Linked DNA regions of Zea mays: all the other regions are linked to region 2. The links are chromatin contacts, called in public Hi-C maps. All regions are on one chromosome and are shown on one strand. Each heading gives the region's core, a stretch centred on a gene start, on an enhancer-like site or on the middle of the called end of the contact. The rest is flanking DNA. Distances are from core to core; before and after follow the strand shown. Region 1 holds the start of LOC100282147 (nuclease PA3). Region 2 holds the start of LOC100192718. Region 3 holds the start of LOC100278900.

What was found. A called contact is a pair of places that touch in the nucleus more often than the background predicts.
Region 1: a contact with region 2 is called in a Hi-C map of tassel, with 6 times the contacts expected there. The contact joins the promoter of LOC100282147 here to the promoter of LOC100192718 in region 2. A contact is called at or near these places in 6 of 25 Hi-C or Micro-C datasets (bundle sheath, ear, leaf and 2 more).
Region 3: a Hi-C map of leaf shows a contact between it and region 2, with 3 times the contacts expected there. The contact joins the promoter of LOC100278900 here to the promoter of LOC100192718 in region 2. A contact is called at or near these places in 4 of 25 Hi-C or Micro-C datasets (ear, leaf and tassel).

What each region holds. Positions count from the first base shown.
Region 1 is chr3:23,561,474-23,565,558 of Zm-B73-REFERENCE-NAM-5.0, reverse strand. LOC100282147 (nuclease PA3) reads right to left here and starts at 1,835. Exons shown (of 9, transcript NM_001155059.2): 1 at 1,430-1,835; 2 at 1,125-1,299; 3 at 900-1,004; 4 at 758-813; 5 at 565-648; 6 at 371-463; 7 at 210-280; 8 at 1-2. The coding sequence starts at 1,666.
Region 2 is chr3:23,360,994-23,364,551 of Zm-B73-REFERENCE-NAM-5.0, reverse strand. It overlaps LOC100192718, which reads left to right and starts at 1,413. Exons shown (of 15, transcript NM_001358541.1): 1 at 1,413-1,796; 2 at 2,255-2,647; 3 at 2,992-3,066; 4 at 3,144-3,251. The coding sequence starts at 2,459.
Region 3 is chr3:23,119,886-23,123,624 of Zm-B73-REFERENCE-NAM-5.0, reverse strand. LOC100278900 reads right to left here and starts at 1,922. Exons shown (of 1, transcript NM_001152027.1): 1 at 1,245-1,922. The coding sequence starts at 1,848. The coding sequence ends at 1,537.

The DNA of each region.
Region 1 (4,085 bases), core at 586-3,085, 200 kb before region 2:
ATCTTGCAGCATTTGTTTACAACCAGTAAATCCAGCTAAAAACTTAGAGAGTAATCTTACTTTACGAAGGATTTGTAACATAAAGAATGATCATAACAGTAACTGGATTAATCAATGAAAAAAAACGCTCGAGCTCATGCAACAACATACAAAGATCAATTAAATGCCCAAGCAAAAAAATTTCTGAATGTGAAGTAAAGCATACGTACATGTCTGGACATGCAGTCTGGTTCGTACCGCACGCTTCCCAGCTAGACACTTGCTCCGACCATTCTCCCTGCTGCAGAAGGTCTCAATTATCAACATTTAGCTTTGTCTCTCTCTCTACCTACCTACTATCTATAGAAAACACTTAAGGCTAGTTCCATACCGTTATATTTTTCTTCAGGGTGTCGATATACCCGGCTACGCTGTCGCCGTAGAAGTCATCTTCGGCCGTCTGGATGATGCTGGCGTCCCAAACCTGACAATTGGTTGCAGAAAACAGAACACGTCCCAGCAGCATTCAGGTTCCTTCAGGTTTCAGGATCCTGACTGACGGTGTCCAGTACCAGACGTACGTACATGGTGTAGAACAGTCTTCCTTGTGTACCAGTGGACGTCAATGGTGTTCCCTCCTTTGTCGGAGGTGAACCCCACGTGAAGTGGCTATGAATTACACAGGCAGTGGTCGTGTGAGCAGACAGTAGCTTGAGCGATCAGCTAAGGTGCTGATCTGATCACACACATCACAATCTTGTTTTGCGGTTTGTACTACCTGGTGTATGTCTCCGATGAAGTGCGAGAGGAAGAGGAGCGCTTGCGTTAGGTTATCTGCGCTCCAAGAGAAAGCAACGTTTACGACTGAAAATTGTCCAGAATTGGAGCAATGCGCATACGAGTGCGAGCAGCAACATTACACTCAGTGGGTGAAGATCTCCGGTAGGCGAGGAGCTGGGAGGTGTAGTTGTTGATGGCGCCCGCGACGCACCGGCCCTCGACGCCGTCCTCGTCCTTGCAGTCCCCTGATGACGGAACAGAGAACGACGGCAGGATGAGCACAGGAGGCTTGCGTTTCAGATTCATCGGACTCATGGTTTCGAAATCTCAGAACGAGAGTAGCGTGGCGTGGCCGCTCCGCTTACTGTCGTAGCGGTAGGTGCAGAGGCCGTCGGGGGTGTCGATGTAGTGGAGCGGCGACGACCAGGGGTACCTGAACTTGACGTCGTCCGCCCAGGAGCAGAGGCTGCTCAGGTTGTTGCCGGCGTAGGACGGCAGCAGGTCCTTCACCGCCGCGGCCGCCGCGCCACTCAGACGGCCCTGGGCAGCGTTCGCATCGCACGCAGTGGATGTGTATCAGTATCAGCACAGAAGGACGCAAAGGAGTTGGAGAATGTACAGATTCGCAGACTGTAACAATAGTGCAGTGGTGAGAAAGAATCACGCGTGCCTGTGCGATCTGGCAGACCATGAGATGGCCGTCGACTCCCCATGCGTGCGACGGAGCCGGCACCGCAGTCGCAGCAAGGAGGATGAGGAGCAGCAGCGGCGGAAGTGTTGCGGCGGCCTCCATCCTGACTGCTGGAACAGAGGGAGACGGATCGGAGCAGCAGAGGCGGCTTGGTTGGTTTAAAACATGAATGCCATGAGAGAGAGGGAGAGGGATCTCCGGACGGATTGTCGGCATGCGCTGGATACGGCACAAATGTCGGATATCCCGTCGGATTACGGGCCATGAACGCTCATCGCGCTCACACCACACCTCGTTGAAATCTGCAGACCGTGTTCAGATCGCTCTCCGTTTCTACTGCGTTATTTTAAAGAGCCGGATCATGAACGGCAATCTGCGTCCGTTTGGGGTTTTCGCTTTCTCCGCTTTCGTGCTGATGCCTCTGGTTCTGCATCAGCACTCCAGCTTTCACGTTCTCAAAGGAAATCGACAACGTGCAGGCCGGCCAGCATCTTTGGGTTTTTAAAAGAAAGTTTGCGCAAATTGAAAGCGCCATCAGGCCCGTCGCTTCCGGAAACAACTGCAGTCTCCAGCTGACAAAATACTGTTTGACTGTACAACTGTACATTCACAGGATTTGCACCTTCCATAGTTGCTCCTGTGATCATGGATTTCCCTGTATTGATTCCTATAATTATGTCTCCCTCCCCATCTGTTTCCATAAACAGGTAGAGGATTGACTATATATTTGTGACATGTATAATAAATCAATCAAGGCAAACATTATCTAAAACCACTCTCTCTTTCATGTACACTCTCCGTTCTTTTTATTTGTCGCCATTTAGTTTAAAATTGAACTAGCGGACGACAAATATTCGATAACCGATATAGTATCATTTAGTCGATCCTACCTTACTTTCCGCTCATAGCTACCGTGCCCTCGTGGCTGCCAACGGCACAACAACCACGACCACCATAGACAACGTTGAGCAGAGCACTGACGCTACGCGCCGCCGTGAGGCTGATGCGATCACCGCTCTCCAGGCGAACCAGGACGTCACAAGCCCAAGGGCAACGGCTCTGGGTGTAAAATCCCAATTTTGGTCCCAAGGTTAGAAACCCTAAAACTCCTAACCCTCCCTTAATTATCTCCTAAGACCCCCACCTCATGAGACACTTCATTCATCATATGCATATACTATGGTTGTTAGTTGCACCTCACATAGAATATTTTGACACCCAAGAAATGTAGATAAATATTTGTTTAAAGGAAAAAGGAGATTATAGAAAAGGAGAAAGTAAAATAGATTTGGAAATAGGAAAAGAAAAAGGAAAGGGAATTTCTCTTCTCTCCCCCCCGGCTGGGCCGATTCCAGCCCAAGTCCCTCCCCCTCTCCCTCCCTTCCGCGCGCCGCGCATAGCCCACGCGGCCCACCTCTCGCGCCCACGCCACACTCCCCTCCCCTCGCTGACGACCCGACCCCACCCATCAGCCGCGCTCGCTCTCGCTTCCTCGCGACTGCTCTCCCTCTGGCAAGCGGGCCCCGCTTGTCAGCCACTCTCCCCTCGCCCGAGATCAGGCTATCGGCGCATTCGCCGCCGGCCACCGCCCGCCCCATCGCCTCGCCATTATCGCGCTCACCAGCTCGGTTTGACGCCTTGCGTCTGCCCGAGCCATCCCGTCACCCCGTCTGCCCGAGCCATCCCGTCGCCACCACTATGCGCCATCATCACCGCCACGGCAAGCGTCGCCAGTGCTCGCCACCTCCCCTTCCTCCCCCTCCCTCGGCCGCCTATAAAAGGACCGCCCCGAGCTCCCCCAACTCCTCACACCGGCCTCGGCCTCCCCACACCCCTCCCCCGAGCTCGATTGAGCCAGCGTCGTCGTCATCTTCATCTCCGGTGAGCACCCCCCCCTTCCTCTCTCTGTTGGGTTCTAGTCAAATTAGTGTAGCTCTTGAGCTGTGCCACATCACCACAAGCACGTCACACCTTTTTCCCCTCTCCTATTACACCCGTTGGCCTCGCCGGCGATCTCACCGCCGTGGAGCCCGCCACCCGCCGTGGACCGGCCATCTCGAGCGTCCACCGACCAAATTGACCCCACCTCCGTGACCCCCTACCTCCGCTCGTGCTTTGCCACCATTCCGTCGACGTAGAACCGGACCACCGGCGAGGAACCGCCGTCGGGTTCACCGGTGACCGGTTCTCACCGCCATGGACCGCCCTTCTCCCCCCTGACGCTGTTACCCCCTCCTCTCTCTGGCGCGTGGGCCCGCGCCCACGGCGCCGTCCCCGCACCATTCCCCTCTCTCGTGGGCCGGCTGGGCTGCTCGCCTGCGCGGCCGCGCACGCACGTGCCCCGGCTGGGCCGAACCCCCCCCCCCCCCGACCCAGTTAGCAGGGAAATCCCTTTTCCTTTTCTTTTTCCCATTTCTTTTTCCTATTTTCATATATAAATGCATATATTGATATTTTATGCACCAAAAATAGTCTAAATAAATTAGAGAGCACAAAACAATAATATTTAAAACTTGGCACACTCCACTAAGCCATCATGGTTGATGTGTTGTTCATTGCTTGTTTTCGCTAGGAGAAGAGGGATCCGATCCTCCGGAAATTATAGCTCTGGAAGAAGAGCAGGAACCCGACCTCT
Region 2 (3,558 bases), core at 164-2,663:
AACTATATTTTTATTCTGTGTACTTTGATATATATTATGTAAATGACTCTAATCTGTAATATCATTACTTACTCTTTATTATTATTCAAAGCATTGTGCTATAATGAGTCATTTATGTAATTACTATGCAAATGAGTTCTGATCCTGACACGTACATGGTTCACATTTGTTCTGCCTTCTAAAACCGGCTGTGACAAGTTCTCCTTAGTTATGATACGAAAGTTGAACATGTTTCATCGAATGGTGAAGCCCTCGTTGCGTAATATCTACCCTTCTCTTCTCTGGTGATAGAGCCATCGAATGCCCATACTCATTCACTGCCGAATCTGATTTCCTGCAGACAGAAAGGCATTTTGCACAACGTATTAGGGGCCTCAGGACACTCATATATATTGTAGGCATCAATATATTCTATTAGAGAATGTGTTGTTTGTTAGGTACAAAATCATCAATCAGATTGTAATTATATAACATATTATTGTTTTGTGTCAATTTTTAAGTCGTCGTAGCAATGCACGAGCACCCTATTAGTTTTTTAATAAGTAGCAGTGATGACTATTTTTTTACTAAATCCACTAAACTTAAGTTGGTGGAACTTGAGCCGAAATAATAAAACGTGATCTTAGATTCATTATTTTGATAAATAAATCTAGATTATTTAGATAAATTTTTATATAGTATAACTATTTTTAGCGAATCCGGAGAGCTGGTGCTCTTCTTCATTTTACGGCTAGGATATAGTCAGATCTGATTCGGACCAATATTACTCGTTTTATATTTATTTTCATATTTTCTAAATATATTTTTTTCTTCCAATCCTGTTTAATCCACCACTAAGAGCATCTCCAAGAGAAACTCTTATAATTAGGGTCTCAAAAGCTAAATTGGACCTGATTCAAGTTAACTTGGATCAACAATTTTTTATCAACTACAACAACAACTCCTAAACTCACTCCTAAACCCATGTGGTAGTTAACTCCGTGAGATTAGACGCACATGAATAAGTCCCCTGACTGGGGTGCTATATTTAGCAACTGTGACTTCGGGTGCTATATTTATTTGATAGAAATTTATAAAATAACAATTTTGTTGGAAGCTATTTTGAGATTTTAACTCCTATATTTGAATATAGGACCCGACTTAAGTCCTCTCTTGGAGATGCTCTAACGGAACCCTAAACCTCTAGACAGATTAAATTTAATTACTGATACAATCTGTACCATTTACATTTTGAGGGTATGTAGGACTCTGACTCTGACTCGCTGAGGCGGTCAACTAGCGCCTATCGTCTAACCAAACCTATCAAAGAAACGTTTGCGACTGCGAGTACGGCAGCACGCTGCACGCGGCTGGGGCAAGCGACACTGGTGAGTGGTGACTTCCAAAGTTTGACGCCTTCCAACATTGGTGTTGCCCGAAGCCCACCCGACCCGACTCCTCCCTCCCAGTTCCAAATTTCCAATCCTCCTCGATCCCACCAGTAGAACCCTCCGCTTGTTTCTTGCTCCCGGTTCTTGGATCGCGGAACTGCTCCAAACCTTTTCTTGGATCGCGGAACCACTCCAAACCTGCAAAAGTTTGATCTTTGTCGACTGCTTCGGGTTCTAGGACCTGCCGAGTGGTATTTAGGCAAAGAAGGCTCTGTCGGCAGTAGCCGTCCTTGTGATTGGTTCCGGGACTTGGGTTTTAGCTCCCAAACGAGACCCCCAGGCGCGTCTGCGGCGAGCTGGTTGCTAAAGAAGGTAGGTGTCTCGGGGGCTATTACAGGAATCTACAACACCGGCCTCGCACCATTGGTTCGTTCCCTTCCCGAAAGCCGCCTTTCTTCTTATTAGTTTGCTAATTACATGGAGTTCAGATATGCCTAAATCTGATCGTTGACCAACAAACTTGCCTGCAGTTTAAGCGTTACGGGCAAGTCCTTTTTTGGGCAGTCAATTCAGTTGTTCTTGATTCCGTTCGTTATGTAGATTTCCTTCTTTATGTGATCTACTATATACCAGTACCAAAGGACAGCTATTCCTTGTGATATAATTAACCTGCTGACTAGGCTGAAAATATTGTCAAGGTGAATCTCTCGTTCATGCCCGGCATTAGAAAAGTCAACACGATAGGATTGGAATTTCCTGGTCCTCTCTCTAGAAGCTGGGATGGGAAAAATCTAAATAAGTGTGGGGGCAATATGTCACACTCATCTCATGCATTTTCTTAGGTGTCGCTCTTCTCGTGGGTATTAATTCGGCCTGAATTGTAGGTGGACAGATACCTATTACTACAGGTGCAAAAGGGGAGATGGAGTGGGCTACTATGGTGACAGGAGCTCAGGATCAAGTGGGAACAAAAGCATAAAGCTGGAAAGGTATCTCCACGACTCACCAAGGTTAAGGTGTCTCCTACAAGAGAGGTCAGAAAGGAGTTTGTTGCTGAAGGCTGAAGCTAAAGATACAAGGGAGGAGCCATGGTGAAGAAGAAGCTGAAGAAACTGTATGGCCGGGATGCTCGGGAGTTCTTTAACCAGGTCATGGTGGAGCAACCTTTGCTGCCCTTCCTGATCCCGCTTGGCCTCTTTGCGTGGTTCATCGAACGGTGGGTTGTGCCATTCTCGAACTGGGTTCCCCTCGCTGCTGCCGTTTGGGCAACCATTCAGGTATGCATTTCTGTCATGTTATTTCATCTAAATTTGTTCTGGGATTGTGATGGATTCTTCTCAATCTCTTCGATACCATTCTGAATTGGTAGAATAGTCCAAGCATAGTACCTGAAAGGGGCTTTTGAGATGATGATTTGTAACTTAGCACGACACCCTTTCTTGATAATGATGTCCTGATCTGCCCATTAGGTTGTGAAAAGTGCTCAAGGTTTCAGGGAAAGATTAATGTCAAACATCACTATGCTTCTGCACCCGCCTCATTGTTTTATTTAGGAATTGTTTCTGCCCCTGTTATTATATATTTTTTGGTCGTTTTACCTTGCTTTTATGATTAATCGCAGTATGGGAGGATTAAGAGGAGGACAACTGTAGAAGATTTGAACAAAAGATGGAAGCATCTTATACTGAATACAACAGTATGCTCTTTTGCTCATATTTTTATTGGTACATTTTTTATAGATTCTGAGTCATACTACTTTTATATCTTCTGTAGCCCACCACACCAATCGAGCCTTGCGAATGGTTGAACAAACTTTTGTTAGAAGTTTGGCCTAATTACATGGAGCCAAAACTATCGAAGAGGTTTCAGTCTACCGTCGAGGTTTGTTTTTGTAATCTTGCTCAACACTTGTTCCTTATAGCTCTTCTCTAAGGAAGTTATTTTCTGTAGCTCTTGAGCACAAGACACTAGGTTGCTAGGATCAATTCACCACTATTCTTGATTCATAAAAGATGTCAGTTATACTTAGGGCCTGCTTGACTGTGGATACTGGTAATCTTGTTTGCAGAATTGCTTTTAGAAATGTGCTGTCTGGTTAACTGCTTTTCTTTTTTCAATTTAAGTTGCACAAAGTTACAAGATACATTTTGAATCATCAATAATTGTGAGAGGAACAAGGATTTCTCGA
Region 3 (3,739 bases), core at 673-3,172, 240 kb after region 2:
GAAAACACTGCGGCTTGCGTTGAAAACAGATGGCACGGTAGCTACTAGTACTAGCTAGCTAACAGCTGCTCTCTGGCAGCTGGCACCAGTACCTAAGCGTAGAACTCCGATCGATCAAGGCCAGCCAGCCTACAGGCGTGGCACTGAAACTTCACATCGTTCTGTCCACGATTGCTCCCGTGCAAGAAGACAGCGGCCGCAGTTGAGTGACGCTCAATTTAAGAGCACCGTCCAAAGCACGCGGTGTTCCTTGTACATGTGAGCAACAGTCGCCCGAGTAACATGCAAGCAGACACAAGCGCGCTAGAGACCACAACAACATGATGGTTGATGGATCCCGCGCGCGCGCCTGCTCTGAGAGGAGGATGAGAACGAACCAACGAACAAACAAACAAACAGAACCGGGTCGCCAGAAAGGGTTCTTTTCTTCCGAAGATGCAAATGATGGCCTCTTCTTTGTAGGAACCCCAAACTCCACTGAACTCAAGGCCCACGCCCACACCCGCCGTGGCCACCGATCGAGTCCACAACCACAATACAGCTTGCATTAACACCAATCTACTTCTGTTTCAGATCGAGCGTCAATGTCTGTGTGGCAGCTCATCAGCTACTGGCTCTCCAAAGGAAGCTTTTGGAGCCAGTGACCAGATCCACTCGTCAATAAAATATTTCCAGAATGTCGTCGTGAATACTGTGTAAAGGCTCGTCCTAGCAGTGTGGTTCAAAAGCATGAGGCAAGAGTTTTTTATACAAATAAAAACTATATATGTAGGAGTACTAACAAAGTAATTATTGGCTAAAGACTTGTCCCAGTGAAATAAGTATGCGTAATATACTGGTCCGCACACACGTATTTTAGTTAGTGTTTGGTTTCAGAGTATAGTGAGATGAGTCGCTCCGCTTCTAATTTATTGATGTTTGAATTAGTTCTATGGAGAACAAAAAGTGATCTTGAAAAGTTATATTCAAATCCTAAACCATCATGCTCCCTCAAATCTTTCGGACGGAGCCACTCCTATTAATGAGCTGCTCCATCGTCCCAACCGTTCCAACACTACCTTAACCATTGACGATACGTAACCGCTCTAGAGCTAGACAGACACAGAACGTACGATCGATAGCACCATGTGCGAAAGCTTCATCTTGGATTCATGCTGCAGTGGACAATAATGTCAACTGAGCTAAAACACCCACCCAGTGGTGGTGGATAACCTGAGCTCATGCAAATATATGGCTACTACAAGTGAAAGTATCTCCCGGCGGAACATGTACAAATTGAATCAAACAACGCAGAAAGACACACTTTTTTTCATAATGCGAGATGCACAAGAGATCGAGCTAGCCACCGTGGTTCTGCTCACCGATCTTCAGCGTTGCATACTGTTGCAGCAGCTTTGTAAGATGACGATACTTTTGAACTAATTCAACCAAAACACATAGCGACGCGCGCACACACACACTCTCTCTTCTAATTAAGCAGTGGTTACCACGGGCACGGGGTAGGCCAGGCCAGGCCAGGGTGCTTGGATTTCGACCCTACCTGTTGTGGAGAGCGTCGGGACAGCTTGGAATCTGGCGCTTGTCGTCTCCGATCCAGGCGGTGGAACGCGGTGCTGAGCGGCCGGCGGCGGCGCCTGCTTGAGGTCTCGGGCGGTAGCCCACGACGACGGGCATCCCCCCTGCGGCGGCCACGCTGCTTGTTGCTGCTGGACGCCGCGGCAATGGAACCGCGGCCGCTAATAATTTAGTGTCGTCGCCGTGGAGGCATGATGCCCACGCCAGGACCAGGCACATGACGATGGGTGCCACAGGGTATCTTCTCTGCGGTCTCTTATTCGTCGCTTGCATCGACGTTTGTGCTAGCTCTTTCTCAGCCAGCTCTGCAAGGGAGAGACAGAGACAGAGAGAGGAGCAGGAGGAAGGAGGAAGAAGGAAGAAGGATTAGCTGCAAAACAGCTGCGCCTGCACGCCGCTGATGGCCATTCCGTTTCTCCGCACCGATACAAAATAATGTGCGCGGGCAGCGGGAATCAAGGAGTAATGCCGCCTCAAGCTAGCGCTCCAAGAGGACTTGCTCGGTAGTATCATATACTAGTACAGGCTACTAGTATGAGAAAGTGACGACGTGGTGTCGTCTGTTTCTTTCTTTCTTTCTCTCTCTTTCAGAGGGCGTACCGGCCTGCTGATCCTGGTCACGCCCAACTAGAAAACACGCTTGTAAATTAAGTTCCTACACAGTTAAGTATCTGGTTATATAGGTCAATGCATGCCTGACTGCGTCTTAACAAGATACAGGAACCATCCACCAGTCCAGATCTCCAGGACCACCTCGATCTTCTGGTGCAACGACGACTCCTCCTTTCTCCAAATGTAATTATAAATAATACTACCTCCGTTTCGTTTTAGTTGTCGCTGGATAGTGCAAAATCGAACTATCAGAAACGGAGAGAGTACTACTTACTGTCTTCCTCTTCCTCTGTTCCTAATAAATAAACCAATTCCTAAAGTTGTCTTAACCAAAAATAATAATAATAAACGAATATTTGATACCAAATAAGTACAATATCAAAATATAGTTTGTGGTGTTTTCAATGGTACTAGCTAATTTGGTACCATAAGATAACTTAAATAACTTTAGTAATTGACTTATTTAGGTCCCGTTCCAAACCTCTAGAACTAATTATTAGTTACCTAATAAGTTGTTAGCGGATTTTAGTTGGGTTGGAACAGCTAGCAACTAATAGCTATTTGAGATATATAACTACCAATTAGCTGATTCGTTAGCTCACTCATTCTAAGCTGAACTAATAGGTTTGGAACAGGACCTTAGTAACTAAGAGAGAACCTTATCAGTGGAAGGTTTCATGTTTTAGTTTCTAAAGCTTTATGCATTGCAAACAATGTCGGTACGTAGTGGCGTAGATAGGGTGGCTAGCGGGCCTAACAAAAAAGAAAAATTGTTTTGTAGTTTATATCTATGGCTAAAATAAAAGAGTTAGCTCATAAAAAGTTAATATTTACTATATATTTAGTGTATATATGTGTTAATTGTTATGACTAGTGACTATTGCATATTGTATATATACATATATTCTATTTATTCACATTATAACTATAGTTACATGTCTTGGCCCCTCTAAATAAAAATCATGACTACGTCTCTGAATTTAGGTGAGTTTTAATCCTATAAAACTCATTTTCATCCCATGAAACTTCATTATCTCTCTCTCCTCACATATCCTATACCGTACCATGTCAACCTATTTAATGACATAAAACTGTTATGAAACGAGACCGGTTTTATTGTCCTTCCAGCATTAGTTCAATGCTCCTTCTACTCTCAATTAAGTAACAATGTTTTTTTTAATTTGACTGTGTATGAACTACAACATCTTAAATACAAGATATACGGACAGATTTATAACCACATAATAAGGAATCTAGCTGAATACTCGTTTATTCCTTACCAACTAGCATTATTTTGATTGTCAACTTGCTTAATTATCTAGGAAGGAATAGTTCGAAAAGGCATGTCATTGCTTTGACTACCGATTATAAAAGACATTTGTGCAAAGGCATACATTGATGGTTTAAAAGATGTGCACATGTTGATAGAGTCGAACTATCCAGATACTTCGACCTTTAATTTGACACAGATGGGCACATATGACAGGAAGTATCTAATTTAGGATGATGTTAAAATCTTAGATATAGCTTATATTTAAGAACACAAGAAGTA